Linked DNA regions of Mus musculus: region 1 is linked to region 2. A link is a contact called in public promoter capture Hi-C data. All regions are on one chromosome and are shown on one strand. Each heading gives the region's core, a stretch centred on a gene start, on an enhancer-like site or on the middle of the called end of the contact. The rest is flanking DNA. Distances are from core to core; before and after follow the strand shown.

Evidence for each region. Capture Hi-C pulls out chosen DNA fragments and counts their contacts.
Region 1: a contact with region 2 is called in a promoter capture Hi-C map of pancreatic islet. The contact joins the promoter of 1700049J03Rik here to the promoter of Rab11fip3 in region 2. A contact is called at or near these places in 1 of 115 datasets of contacts at active chromatin or transcription factors (memory CD8 T cells) and 1 of 9 other capture datasets (pancreatic islet).

The regions. Positions count from the first base shown.
Region 1 is chr17:26,563,761-26,570,661 of GRCm38.p6, reverse strand. 1700049J03Rik (a long non-coding RNA gene) reads left to right here and starts at 4,591. Exons shown (of 4, transcript XR_001782188.2): 1 at 4,591-6,901. All of the region lies in intron 1 of Ergic1 (endoplasmic reticulum-golgi intermediate compartment (ERGIC) 1), which reads right to left.
Region 2 is chr17:26,068,134-26,075,423 of GRCm38.p6, reverse strand. Rab11fip3 (RAB11 family interacting protein 3 (class II)) reads left to right here and starts at 5,906. Exons shown (of 14, transcript NM_001162868.2): 1 at 5,906-7,290. The coding sequence starts at 6,247. It also overlaps the pseudogene Gm17814.

The sequences.
Region 1 (6,901 bases), core at 3,342-5,841, 500 kb before region 2:
GGAGGAAGGGCACACCCCTCAGGAGAGAGCTGGCTAGCCTTGGCTACAACCTCCAGTGCTGCTCGGAGGGGAGCTCAAGAGACATCCTCACCCCTCATCTAGACCACCCTGTGGGAACAGAACCCTGACATACCCCTCTGGCCATGGGGCAAGAGTCGCAGGGGCTCTGCTCAAAGTCCTTGTCCATCCAGTGAACACATGCTGATCACACTGGCCAGAAAGTGGGACACAGGACTGTACATGGCCAGTGTCCCACAAGAGACTTGTTAGGCTCACAATGAACGTTAACAGAAACAAAACTGGAGTCTGTAGCCAATCATCTGTACATCATTTTAAACTTTTTGTCATCTCTTAAAAGATGAGGGCTACACAGACACACTGAAGCCACCTTTGCACACAGACACAGCTTTCTAGCTAGCCACAGGCAGCTCTTGGATTATCTCAGTGCAATACTTCCTCTCAGGCAAGCACACTGATGTCACCTATGGTTGCTGCAAAGGGTAGCCCAGATCCAACCTGTCCCAGGGACTCTCAGGTGTGCATCACTGGCATTGCAGAGCCAGGGCCCTGCTTCCCATGGTCACACACCATGTGCCCAGCCACTGTGGTCTACCAGTCCCAGTGAGAATACAGGGGTTAAATAGCTGCTGGGCCAGGGCCTCTCCAGATCCCTGCAATGAAAGAGCACTCTAATCTACAAATGGGAAAAACTAAGGCCTGCAGTGGTCCAGGGTACCCCAGCTACTGAATGGTGAGAAAAGAGCCATCACGAGAGATCTGCCACACGGGAAGGGCTTGGGGCAGCTTAGAGCAGCCAGGTATCCTCTGGGGCATTTGCAATGGAGAAGAGCATCCTGGCCCAGACTCTGTGTCACATTCCTGGGAGGTCTGGAGACACTGTATACCATGAATGGACTTTGGGACCCAGGAAAACATCAGAGCAGGCCAAGCAACACCAGGACTCCAAAAGCTCTCTGGGGACGTTTTAGCTAATTCCTTCTGGTGTGAATGTGACGCAGACAAGGCCTCACCAGGATTCATGAGAACCAGTATGCTCAGGGTGTCTGGAAAAGCAGGACATCCTATGAGTGAGCTCTGAAATTCCAGACTTGCACACAACTTGGTAGCTATGTGCCTGGCCAGTTACTTCCCAGCTCTGGGCTCTAACTTCCTATTCTAATATGGAATCAGCAGAGGAAACAGTTACTGGAAAGAAAAAGCAACCTAGGGGATGGAAGAAAATATTCTCCAACCACAGATCTGACAAGGAGAATATATCCAAGACGTACAGGGAGTCCTTCATCTCTACGGCAAAAGTACACGTGGCCCCATGAGAAGGTCTGAGCAGAGGGGACAAGGCAAATAGGTGTGGGGATAATCTCTTGTGCACTCTCTGAAAGACTCAATTGTCAATATAAAGTTTATTGGCCAATGAGTTGAGGCAGAATTAGAAGGTGGGACACCCAGTAGGAGGAGGGGGTTCTGGGAGAGGGACAGTCATGCCAAGAGAAGATTCGGCCCCATGGACAGAGGACAATGGTCACAGCCACCTGGCAGAACTTAGACTAGAATAAAGGGATTTAAGGTATGAGCTAGTCAGGGAAAGATCCAAGGCTTTTAGCCTAGGCATTTATTCATATATATATATATATAAAATCTTAGAGTCTAACCAACAAAATGGGGGAACAAAATGGCATGAATGGAAAAGTTCATGGTTACAAACAAGTCCTGGAGCTTCACCTCATATCTCCCTGCATGACGACATCTAAAGACAAAAGGTAAAGGCTGGTGAGGGCAAGGAGTCAGGTTGCTGGGACTAACAACAGCATAACCACCGTGGGAATTAAAAACAGACTACCTGAACCAGCAACCTCGTTACTTGGCATCTATTACTCTCCACAAGTTTGAGTCGGAATCTCATGAAGAAGTGTCTCCACATCTCTGTTCGCTGAGGATTAAGCACACCAGCCAAGCTGTGGGAACAACTTCAAGGTCCCCTGAGAGATGAGGAGATAAGACAGCATTGTGAGTACACATCGGAGTACTACGCAGCACTAAAAAAGGAGGTCCTGTAGAGGGACTTAATGTTAAATGCTGTGAACCAGCCACAGGACAAACATAGAGTGACTCCTCTCCGTAAACTCTTAAAAACAGGCAAGCTCAGAGAAGTGAGTGGTGGTTGCCACAGACTAGGGAGGGACAGAGGGAGCTGTCCCATAGACAGTTTCAGATACTGTGGTTACCTTCTGTAGACCTGCTGCAGACATCTGCCACAGCTAACATGTTGAGTGTCTCAGGAGGGCAGATCTCAAGTATTCTTCCTGCATTTCAAAACTCAATTTAACGCCACCTGACTATAAAGTGACAGCATGAGTTTGCTAGGGTCCTGGACCTGTTCTGTATCCACATGGCGGTTGTGACTTCACAAGCATGTCTTATATATCATTAGAAGTACACACACATACACACAACCACCAATTTTACTGGGTGGTTATTACAGACGCAAATAAGGCAAAGACAACGAAGTCTTATTGCCTGTGTCTGTCTCTTGGGACCTGCACGGTTGTCCGTGATGTGTGTGGACTGGCTCAGTGCTTAAGAAACTTCAAGAAACATCACTTCCAAGACTCAGCCTCAAATGGGAGCAAGAAGGGAGGCTGAAGGAGCTGCTGGGACTCCAGACCAGCAGGCAGGCAGCAGCTGCCAGGTGTGAGTGGCAGCTACAACTGTTTCAGTTTTTATTTCCCAGGGCTGATGTAGAACTACTCAATTCCCCACTAACCACCTGACTATTCTTTGAGAGCTGTATATTAGGTCCCCTGTGCATCTTTAAAATTGGGTTATGTGTCGTTCCAACTATAAGCACAAAAATGCATGCATACACATAAGGCCTGTGAGTTCACTGCATTAGAAGTTTGGCCACTGCCAGGCCTCTCATCTCGGGCAGAGTTCCCACTATTTGGATGAACATTTCAGATAGCCCTTGCTTCCTGTCCAGCTAGGCTTCAGGCAGGTTCCTGGAGGGCAGCTGGTGTTCCTGGACAAGGAGTCTGTGCCTTCTGGTGCGCTTGGGACCAAGGGCCTCCTTGGAAGACCAACTTTGAGATCTGAAATGTCTGGGGGTCGATCTCCATGGCTGTGAAACAAGACAAGTAGGTGCAGCAGCCTCTGCGGATGAGGTGGCTTTTATGGGGCTTCTTCCTGCTTTCCCTGTGGGTCACGAACTTTCAGAATAAACACACAGGAGTGCCGGAGGGCTGCCTATCCTGTACTCCTCCCACATATATAACCAATGTAATTAGGTTAATAGACCTACACACTCAAGCTGACAACAGATGACTAGGCTAATTGCCCTTCCTTAACAGGTCAAACTGTATTCTGAGAAACGGTGCCAGGCACAAGACAGCAGGGCTCCTTAGATCACACATCTGGCACCAACTGGGCTGACCCAGGCCCTGGTTCCTTCCATGCAGCCCTTCATGGATGCTACAGTAGTATGGGCAATTTAGCAGGTCCTATCTCAAAATATTAGGGGTGACAGTATAACTCAGTGGGAGAATACCAGCTATGCCCTACACTTAATATCCAGCAGACACAGACACACACACACACAGAGAGAGAGAGAGAGAGAGAGAGAGAGAGAGAGAGAGAGAGAGAGATCTGAGCCTGGCTCTCTTTATTGGCCACTGTAGAAGTAGAAAACCAGACTGTTTAAGATCAAACAGGAGGGTCAGGTAGGGCCAGAACTCTTTTCTCCAGGGTTGCCCACCAGGGCTCCTCCAATGCCCTGCTCCCTGAGGGCTCCAACCCACCTGCTTGTGACTCTTCCAACTCAGAGCAATCCTTCTCACCTCTGGGTTGGCATCACTCACTGAAAAGCTTTAGCAGACCCACAGCTAGCTCTGTTCTGATTTCAAGCAATGCCCATGGGCAACCAGGTGCTGCCTCACTGATCTGGAGGTGCAAGGCAAGCCTCAGGCAGAATGCCTGCCTTCCTTACCAGAGTCAGGAATCCAAATGGCCAGAGAGGGACTGTTCCAGGCAAGTGCATGAACACGGCTATTATCCAGAGAACGAGAAGGACCCAGAAAATTAGAACAGACTGCCAGAGTTAGTTTAAGGCCAAGTAGAGCAATTCAGTCCAAAGCTGAGAGGAGCCAGTTTGAATCAGTCAGCTTAGACAGGAGTTTGGGCCAAAACAACTGAGCTGAATCAGCCAGCCAAGAGTTCAGAAAGAGCTAGAAAGGGTAAGTTTATTCCAGCAGTAAGCCTCCAAGACAACAATCACGTCTGATGAATAAAAGTTACATTTACGTTTGGGATGGGGACTTTAGCAAAAAATTAATTTTAGAAGATTATGGAATCAGGTGATAGAGAGAAGAAGAGAGGAAAAGGGGTAGAAAGGGAAGCATGGAGTGCCTGCAGACGGTTAAAAGATTCATGAGGAGCACGCTGGGGCAGGGTTAGCAAGGAGGAAGGAGATGCATTCTTAGAGGAGGTTTTGCCTCTCTCTGAATCTAGGGACCAGGAAAGAGAGCGCTTCTAGCCCATGGGGCAGAGCGGCTGCTCTACAAGGGAACAGCAGTGTTGTATCAGCTCCTGCAAATGCCCTCAGGCCTGCTCACTAAGGTGGGATGACTAAGAAGGGTCTTCAGGGCCTGCAGTGTGTGTGTGTGTGTGTGTGTGTGTGTGTGTGTGTGTGTGTGTGTGTGTGTGTGTGTGTACGAGTCACCCCTGTGAGACTCCCCCAGTGCAGCTCACTCTGTGTGTGTGTGTGTGTGTGTGTGTGTGTATGTGTGAACGAGTCACCCCTGTGAGACTCCCCCAGTGCAGCTCACTCTGTGTGTGTGTGTGTGTGTGTGTGTGTGTGTATGTGTGAACGAGTCACCCCTGTGAGACTCCCCCAGTGCAGCTCACTCTGTGTGTGTGTGTGTGTGTGTGTGTGTGTGTGTGTATGTGTGAACGAGTCACCCCTGTGAGACTCCCCCAGTGCAGCTCACTCAACAGGGCTCAGCACCTGGACAAGCTCAATAAACTCAACCTGGGTTTTACAGGTCATTCCGCCTCCAGTCTGAATTTTCAGTAATATTTTTATAAACATGCCGTGAAGTACGTGGACTAACCCATCGGTCTCTGGCTCTTCCTGGAATGCCAAGGTAGAAATGGGGGCATTTGTATTGGTCCCTCAATTGACAGTGAACTGTCAGAGCCTCAGTGGTTGGTCAGCTTAGCCTACCACAGAGAGTAAGGGACTTCAGCTTTCAGCAAGGCCCACTGGGGAAGGCATGTCAGACACTGAGGAAACCAGACTGGATTCTCAGATCAACATCACTCATTTGAAGACTGAAAGTAGGGTGCAGAAAAACCTCAAGCCAACTTCAAGAGGGTCATGCTGGGACCCAGGTGGGGTAGCTCAGTGGTAAAATACATGCCCATCATGTGCAAGGTCATGGGTTCCATTCCCAGCACTGCAAACAAGAAAGAGGGAAACACAAGAGACAGAGACAGACAGACAGAGAGAGAGAGAGAGAGAGAGAGACTTTTGCAAGGTCCACTCAAGTCCCCTGAGGGGAGAAGACCTTTGGAAAGCTACAGTAAGCAGTGGAGGAGACCAAACCAAGTCATGATGGGGCCAGCACCACAATCAAATGACCTGCGCTGTCACTCGGGGTCACCCATACTGAAACTCTATCCTTTCTCAACAGAACTGAACTTGCATTGTGCACTGGGTCCCCCAGATCAGCATCTGAACCTGGGCTCTGCGCTGCAAGGACAGCTTTCTTGCCCGACAGGCAGCACACATCCCCCTCCCTCCTTGAAGTGAGCACACAGCTAGCCAGGGGAGGAGCACACCACTCTTAGATCATGGGGTCTCAACACGGGGACTGCCACTGTGGCAGAGCTAGCCATTGCCTCTCTCCTGAAAGTGGGGCTCAGGCTCTGGGGACGGAGGCTGTCAAAGCCTCTGGAGTAACAGGCAGCAAGTGCCACCAGTCAGCCGGAACTGGGAACAACACCCCCGGACCTAGGTAACAAAAGCCAGTTCTGTGAGTTCAATGATCAGTATCAGTAAAACCGCTCAACGGGAACAAAGCAAACACGGTAATCATTTAAGGCTCAACCTCCGCCCTTAACCCCTAAAACTCAGAAAGGGCCAATTCAAGGATGAGGAGAGAGGGCCTTGGGATGCAGCTCTGTGGGAATTTGCTTAGCATGCACGAGTCCTGGGTTCTCCTCCAAGCACCAAAAACAGGAAAGAGGGATGCAGAATTCTCCACCAGCAGCTGGCACATGCAATCACACTGGACAAACTGGAGAGGTGTGTTTTGCCCAAGGGGGGACCTCTAGTCAAGTACCATTCCACCTGCAGACGCAACCACATACAAACTGGATATAAATCCTGGCCCTTAGGAGGTCAGATACTGATGAAAGGGAAGAGAAGATGGCAGAATTCGCTAATTACAGAGCAGGTGCCTCGGTCAAAGGGTACAATAATGGCGGCAGGCAGAGGACAGTGCTTGCTGGTCCCACATGCCACCTGGTCTCATGTGAGGATGTCGATCATACCCATTTCCTAGGCAGGAAAACACACCCAAGTTAGGAAGCTGGGTTCCCCTTGGTCTTGAACTGGTGGGAAATGGGGATGTTCTAATCACTGTACGCCCCCTGTGCTCCCCACTATTAAAAGGTTTGACAAAGTGGTGGCTTTTCAAGATTCCCCTTGTGCCCCAGAGCTAAGGCTTCAATGCCAATAGGCCAAACTCCGACTCCAGCTTTATCTATATCCATGCAAAGTGCTTTTGCCAGAGGGGTCACCCTCACCAGGGTTTAAAAGGAAGACTCATTCACTCTCTTCAGTGACAAAGGGATGGATGTCAAGTTTGCTTATATAGTGGCTACT
Region 2 (7,290 bases), core at 4,657-7,156:
GAGCAACTTCAGCATGAGATGTTAAAATAAGAAAACCAGCAAACCCTCAGGCTGAGTCAGGAGGAATTAAACTCTGCTCTACAAACTCACACTCTATTTTTACTCAAAGAAATGTACTTTGCCAAATTTGAAGGTGAGGAAAAAAAAATCCTTCCCACTAAATAAAATATCAGTAAACATGGGCGGCTCTGTGCCCTTGAGTGCCGGAGGCCCCAGGCGTATGTGACATGGACCTAAAATTGACTTCTCACTTAACTTTGCTTGTCAATACAAAATGCTAACCTAGCTTTCAAAAGTATAAATTTAAAAAGGCTATTTTAAGGTTGGAGAAATGGCTCAGTGGTTAAGAGTACTTGCTGTTTTCCAGAGGACCTGAGTTTAGTTTCCAGCACCCATGTCAGGTGGCTCAATTGTAACTCCAGCTCCAGGGAATCTACACCCTTTTCAGGACTCATGAGGTACCCACATGTGTGTACCATGAAGCACACACACACACACACACACACACACGCACGCACACACGCACAGGCACACACACACACACACACACACGCATGCACGCACACACACACACACACACATGCACACACACACACACACACACGTGAGAGCGCACGCACACACACACATGTATACACATATGGACACATGCACACATGCGCACACAAACCTTCATCGAGGCACTGTTTCTAAGAAAACACTGAAGATGAATATATAGAAAAAAGGCATCAGAATAAAACATGTCTGCTTTCAATATCTGTACACTTTTATCTTTACATTTTTGTCTGGAAGAATATGAACAAAACCAGGTTCACCACGCTAAAATAATGGTTTCGCTGACTGCCGTAAAAGCAGAACATACGAATTGCAGGGCTTTTTCAGGCCTTACGTTCCATGATTACTGAGAGGCTTCCCCTGCCCTCGGTGGTTTATTATATTTCTTAAGAATATAGGAGCGGGCTGGTGAGATGGCTCAGTGGGTAAGAGCACCCGACTGCTCTTCTGAAGGTCCGGAGTTCAAATCCCAGCAATTACATGGTGGCTCACAACCATCTGTAACAAGATCTGACTCCCTCTTCTGGAGTGTCTGAAGACAGCTACAGTGTACTCACATATAATAAATAAATAAATCTTAAAAAAAAAAAGAAAAGAATATAGGAGCAAGCTGGGAGTGGTGGCACACACCTTTGATCCCAGCACTTGGAAGGCAGAGGCAGGCAGATTTCTGAGTTCGAGATCAGCTTGGTCTACAGAGTGAGTTCCAGGAAAGCCAGGGCTACACAGAGAAACCCTGTTTCAGAAAAAAAGAGAGAGAGAGAGAGAGAGAATATAGGAGCAGTAGCTTATCACAAGTCTGCACTAGCACATTAACGATGGAAGCAGAACACAACGGACTAGTCAGGATGAGAGACCTCAGAACTACCTGGACTCAGATTTATGCTTCTTCCTGCTCTGAATAATTTAGGATTTTGTGGTGTGCCTGACATAATAACTATTGCTGCTGTTTGAAGTAAACCTTCTATGCTCCTTTTATGGCAAAAAAAAAAAAAAAAAAAAAAAAAAGCAATTCCAGCCAAGATTGACCTTTGTAAATCTGAGTTAACACTACTGAACATCAGGATAGCAACTATCGTCTCAATAGTAGGAAAGACAAGGGCTCCACGCAGAATCCTAGTAACAGAGACGTGGTCTGCTAAAAGACCAGCTTCAACTGGAATTTGAGAACAGGACAACCAAATTCTTGGGAAGGAATATACTGTTCAAGATTTGTAGTTTGAGTATTTGCACCATAGTCTAAGCACATTGTCTTCCCAGTCAATCATTTTGCCTAGTTATCAGCGTCACAGGAATAGTAGAAAGTCTAATCAAATCGATAAAAAGTCAGCTCGCTCCATGACGTGCAGCCCGGCTTTATGTCCTACAACCTGCATCTCTGTCACTGCTCTGTAAGTCACAGCTGTCCATGAGATAGATCCAATCATTATTCCTGTTGCAGCAGAAGGGCAAGATTTTGAGACCAGTCTATCTGCAAGGTCCAAGACCAAAAAGACTGGACCCAGTTTTGGAAAAACGATTAAGTAACTCAGCACTGCACTGAGGGCACGCCACTCTGGCTGCGCTGTTTTCTCTTTGCTCCTCATCTGCCCAGCTTTGCAGACAAGCCAGGTGGTGAACTCACTCACTTAGCAGAAACTGCGCCTGCATGGTCTCACCCAGTCAGCACTTTTATCATCTTCATCGGTGGCAAAACACACCCACAACTTCTGTCCAGCATCTTGGTTTGGTTTTTTTGTTTTGTTTTGTTTTCTGTTTTTTTTTTTGAGACAGGGTTTCTCTGTAGCCCTGGCTGTCCTGGAACTCACTCATGTAGACCAGGCTGGCCTCAAACTCAGAGATCTGCCTGCCTCTGTCTCCGCCTCCTGAGGACTGGAACTAAAGGTATATGCCATTCCCCATCTGGCACATTGATTTTTTTTTAAATTACATGTATGTATGTATGTATGTATGTATGTATGTATGTATGTGTAGGTGCATGTGTATGTATGTGCATATACACACACAATGTTATAAAAGATTAAAAAATCAGTGCAGACTATATGACCCAGTCATTCTGCTACTAACATGTGGGACAAGTGAAGGTTGGGTCCATACAAGGTCTTTCTGGGCAGGGAATTCCTGGATTGGAATGGCAGGCAATGTGACTGAGATTTTTAGAACAAAACTTTTGGCTCTGGCATCCCCAGAGGTGTGGGTGCCCTTGCAGATAGGCCAGTTAAAGAGGAGTGAGGTGAAAATCAGAGAAGGGAGGTCTGACTTAATAATGTGGCCACAGTGGAAAGAAGAGAGTGGAAGGTTCAGGGATCCTAAGTACGGATTCCTGGAGTTGCTGTCAGCATTAGGTTTAAGCAGGGGATGAATGGGGACAGGCAATCATGTCGAGGTGTGGTCTGATAGGTCATGGGACAGTTCTGGTTCAGAGAGGTGGTTATGCAGGCTGACAGCACACCAGGGGAGCGCTCTAGTTCTCCCATGATTGCCTCTGCTCCGGGGTGTGGCCTCCCCATGCAAGGGCAGAGCAATGCCTTTTCTTTCTGCCTTCAATCTTCAATCTTGCTGGTCTGAATAAGGAGTCAATGCTTTTTCAGGCAAAAGTAGCTGCTGCTTCTCTTTTCCTTCTTTGTCTTGATTCTGCACCTGGCCTGGGATGGATGTCAATTCTGCTTCAGTCTCATGTGTGTGAAGCTATGTGTACCTTGTTTGTGGGGGTCAGAAAGTGACATATATTTTTTAAACGATTTACTTATTTCATTTATATGAGTACACTGTAGCTCTCTTCAGACACACTAGAAGAGGGCATCAAATCTCATTACAGATGGTTGTGGGCCACCATGTGGTTGCTGAGAATTGAACTCAGGACCTCTGGAAGAGCAAGCAGTCAGAGTTACAGGAGGGCACAGGATTTGAACTTGGTCCTTATGCTTGTGGCTGACAGGCGTCTCACCCCAGTGGCTGTCTTGTCTCTACACCTTTGAGAGCTGGAGTTACAGGAGGGTGCAAGATTTGAACTTGGTTCTTATGCTTGCAGTGCAGCTGCTCTTAACTACTGAGCCCCTGCTCCTAGCTTAATTTTTTTTTTGTTTAATTTTAAACATTAAATTTTTTTTTTTTTTTTTTTTGGTTTTTCGAGACAGGGTTTCTCTGTTTAGCCCTGGCTGTCCTGGAACTCACTTTGTAGACCAGGCTGGCCTCAAACTCAGAAATCCACCTGCCTCTGCCTCCCAAGTGCTGGGATTAAAGGCATGTGCCACCACGCCTGGCTAAAAATAATCTATGTGTATGTTTGGCTCCATGTATATCTGTGTACCACGTCCGTACCTGGTATCTGAGTAGCACTTGGGGTTACACATGGTTGTGAGCTTCTATGTGGGTGCTTGGAACTGAACCTGGGTTCTCAGGAAGAAAACAGGGCTTTTAACTACTGAGTCATCTCTCCAGCCTCCTCTTCTTCCACCTCTTCTTCTTCCTTCTCCTCTTCCCTCTCTCCCTCCTCCTCCTCCTTCTTATTGGGACAGTTGGGTTGGCTGGTGAGCATCTGCCTCCTTAGTGCTGGGATTATAGGTACATTCTCAGCTTTTAAGATGGGTGCCGGAATCTGAACTCAGGTCCTCATGATTTCAGGACGGTCACTTTGTTGACTGAGCCACCTTCCTCATCTCGACTGGCTCTTTTTTTTTTTCAAGTTTTTTTTAAAAAGATTTATTTATTTTATGTATATGAATACACTGTAGCTGTACAGATGGTTGTGAGCCTTCATGTGGTTGTTGGGGTTGAATTTTTAGGACCTCTGCTCACTCTGGTCAACCCTGCTTGCTCTGGTCAACTCTGCTCACTCAGTCCCTGCTGGCTCCGGCCCAAAGATTTAATTTATCACTATACATAAGTACACTGTAGCTGTCTTCAGAGTGAGTCAGATCTCATTATGGGTGGTTGTGAGCTACCATATGATTGCTGGGATTTGAACTCAGGACCTTTGGAAGAGCAGCTAGTGCTGAGCCATCTCACCAGCCCATCGCCTGACTCCTTATAACCTTTCATCTGCAGCCCCATTGCTTGGTCTGAGCCAGGAGGTGTGCATTCTCTACACACTGGTTCTATTTGGGCACACAAATGCTGGAAGTCATAAATATTTTTCTTAGTTTTGGCACACAACAGGAACACCTGGCTCCTCAGAAAACTGATCTTGACTGAGAACACCAAAGGACAGGTGGATACTTACCATGACACACTAAATAGAAAGGTTGGCACTCACTGGAACTGCATGTGAGAATGTTTGTCAGTCAAAGGGAATTTCCAGTCCTTGCATTAGATAGAGGGGACTTTATTCTTTCAATATATATATTCCTCACAAAAGCATTCAGTTCTTACAGGAAAATAGGACTACATTTTAGGGAGGGAGCACATCACCTTCCTTTTTCCCAGCTGCTGGAAGTCTCCTATAATATGCTGGGAGTTTTGCTTGGGGATGACTCAGTAGATTAGCTGGCTGTACACCTGGAAACGGAGTTCAGTTTTCAGCTTTTGCCAAAACTGCTTATGAAACCATACTTGTCCATGGTGCCCACGAGTGTACAATTGGTTCATAGTTTCCCCTGGCTAAATGGCTAAATTTAGTTCTTGACTAGATGCACCTCATTGCTTCCAACTGGCTTAGTCAACTGCTCCGCATCTCTGAGCACGACCCTTTGATGATGATAACGGCATTAGTTAGCAATAAAGAGATAAGCGCTGTTTATGTAATTTAAAAACATGTTCAGAGCAGGGTTGTTTGGGCCAGTCTACAATCCATGGCGGCAGGATTAGGAGTTAAAGGTAGCGTGGGCTGCACAAGTTCCTGTTTCAAAAAGATACCAAACAACATATCAAAGTAAAACAACATCTGTGCCTCTTTATTTTACTGTGCGCTCCTGTGGATGAATGTGTGAGCCCCTTAGATCCTGTCCTTGTGTGAGAGACTTTGGATAATTCCTTACCTGGTGGGGCAATTCGAGCGCTCCTTCGCTCCTACTTGCTGCCAATTAATATTCTGGTTTGTACCACCAGTTTGTGAAGGAGTCACACAGAAGGGACTAGCGGCTTCTTTTGGGATATGCGAATGTTTTGTTCCCGTTCAGCAATAGTTTTCCAAAACCTATTCTCGGGCGCCTCTTCCTGCGACAGAACACTTCACTCATCCCACTCGCGCAAATCGTACGGAAAACTCGAATTGGGCAGAGCACCGTCGCCCCTAAGCTGTGCCCTCTTCGAACTCACCTTTATAGCAATCCATGGGGGCGTGATCAGGTTACACGGCGTGCTGACGTCACGCGCGACGGAGGGCGGGCCGGCGCCGGCGCCGGCGTCCCTCACTGGGTTCCTAAGCTCAGGCGCTCTGGCTTCATCCTCCGCTGCCCGGCCGGTGCCTGTCTCCCACCGTCCACTCCCCGCCACTGGGTCCTTACATCATCCGGACTGTGCCGCTGCCATGGGCCCGCGCCAGCCGCGCTGCGGGGCCGGGAGCCGCTAAGGTGCGGTGCGAAGATGGGCGAGGGCGGAGCAGGGCCCGAGCGCCAGCCTCAGCAGTCCGGGCGCCCCGCGCGCGCCCGCCCGCGTCGCCGCGGGGATGCCCGCGCCCGCCGCCGCGCCCTGAGCGCCTTTGTCTGCCTTCCGCGCCTTTCGTATCATCCCTAGTTTAGCCGGCGCCGGATCATGGAGCTGTGCCAGCCGACCTCCCTGTCAGACCACGACCAGCCAGCGTCTGGGCCCCAGCGTGGGGTCATGGGGCTGGTGGGGCCCGACGCTCCTCGCGGCTGGTCAGAAGAGCCCGAGGAACACGCCCAGCTTCAACGGTGGCCAGAGGGACCCAACGCGCCAATCTGCTGGCCCGAGGAGGTAGAGGAGCCTCACGCTCCTAGTCGCTGGGCCAAAGAGCCCAATGCCCCTCGCTGCTCGTCCCAGGAGCCCGATGAATCCTGTCACTTGGCAGAGGAGCTGGAGGAATCCGACTCCCCTCGCTGCTGGCCCCAGGAGCCAGACACACCGTGCCACTTGGCCAAGGAGTTGGAGGAACCCGACGCCCCTCGCTGCCTGCCCCAGGAGCCCGACACACCGTGCTACTTGGCCAAAGAGCTAGAGGAACCCAACATCCCTCGGTGCTGGCCCCAGGAGCCCGACGTGCCGTGCCACTTGGCCAAGGAGCTAGAGGAACCCGACGCCCCTCGCTGCTGGCCCCAGGAACCAGACGCATTCTGTCACTTGCTCAAGGAGGTGGAGGAACCTGATGCCCTTCGCTGCTGGCTTCAAGGGCCAGACGCACCGTGCCACTTGGCCAAGGAACTGGAGGACCTCGACTCCCCTCGCTGCTGGCCCCAGGAGCCCGACGAATCCTGTCACTTGGCTAAGGAGCTGGAGGAACCAGACGCACCGTGCCACTTAGCCAAAGAGCTGGAGGAACCCGACGCCCCTCGCTGCTGGCCCCAGGAGCCCGACGTGCCCTGTCTCTTGGCCAAAAAGTGGGAGGAATCCGACGCACCGTGCCTCTTGACGGAGGAGCTGGAAGAGCCTGACGCCCTTCACTGCTGGCCCCAGGAGTCAGAGGCACCGTGTTTGTTGGCCAAGGAGCTAGAAGAGCCTGATGCCTCTCACAGCTGTCCTCAGGAGGCGGACACAGGGTGCCTCTCGGCCAAGGAGCCAGAGGAGCCTGATGTCTCTCACCTGTGGCAGGGGGTACCCGATGCACCGTGCCTCTTGGTC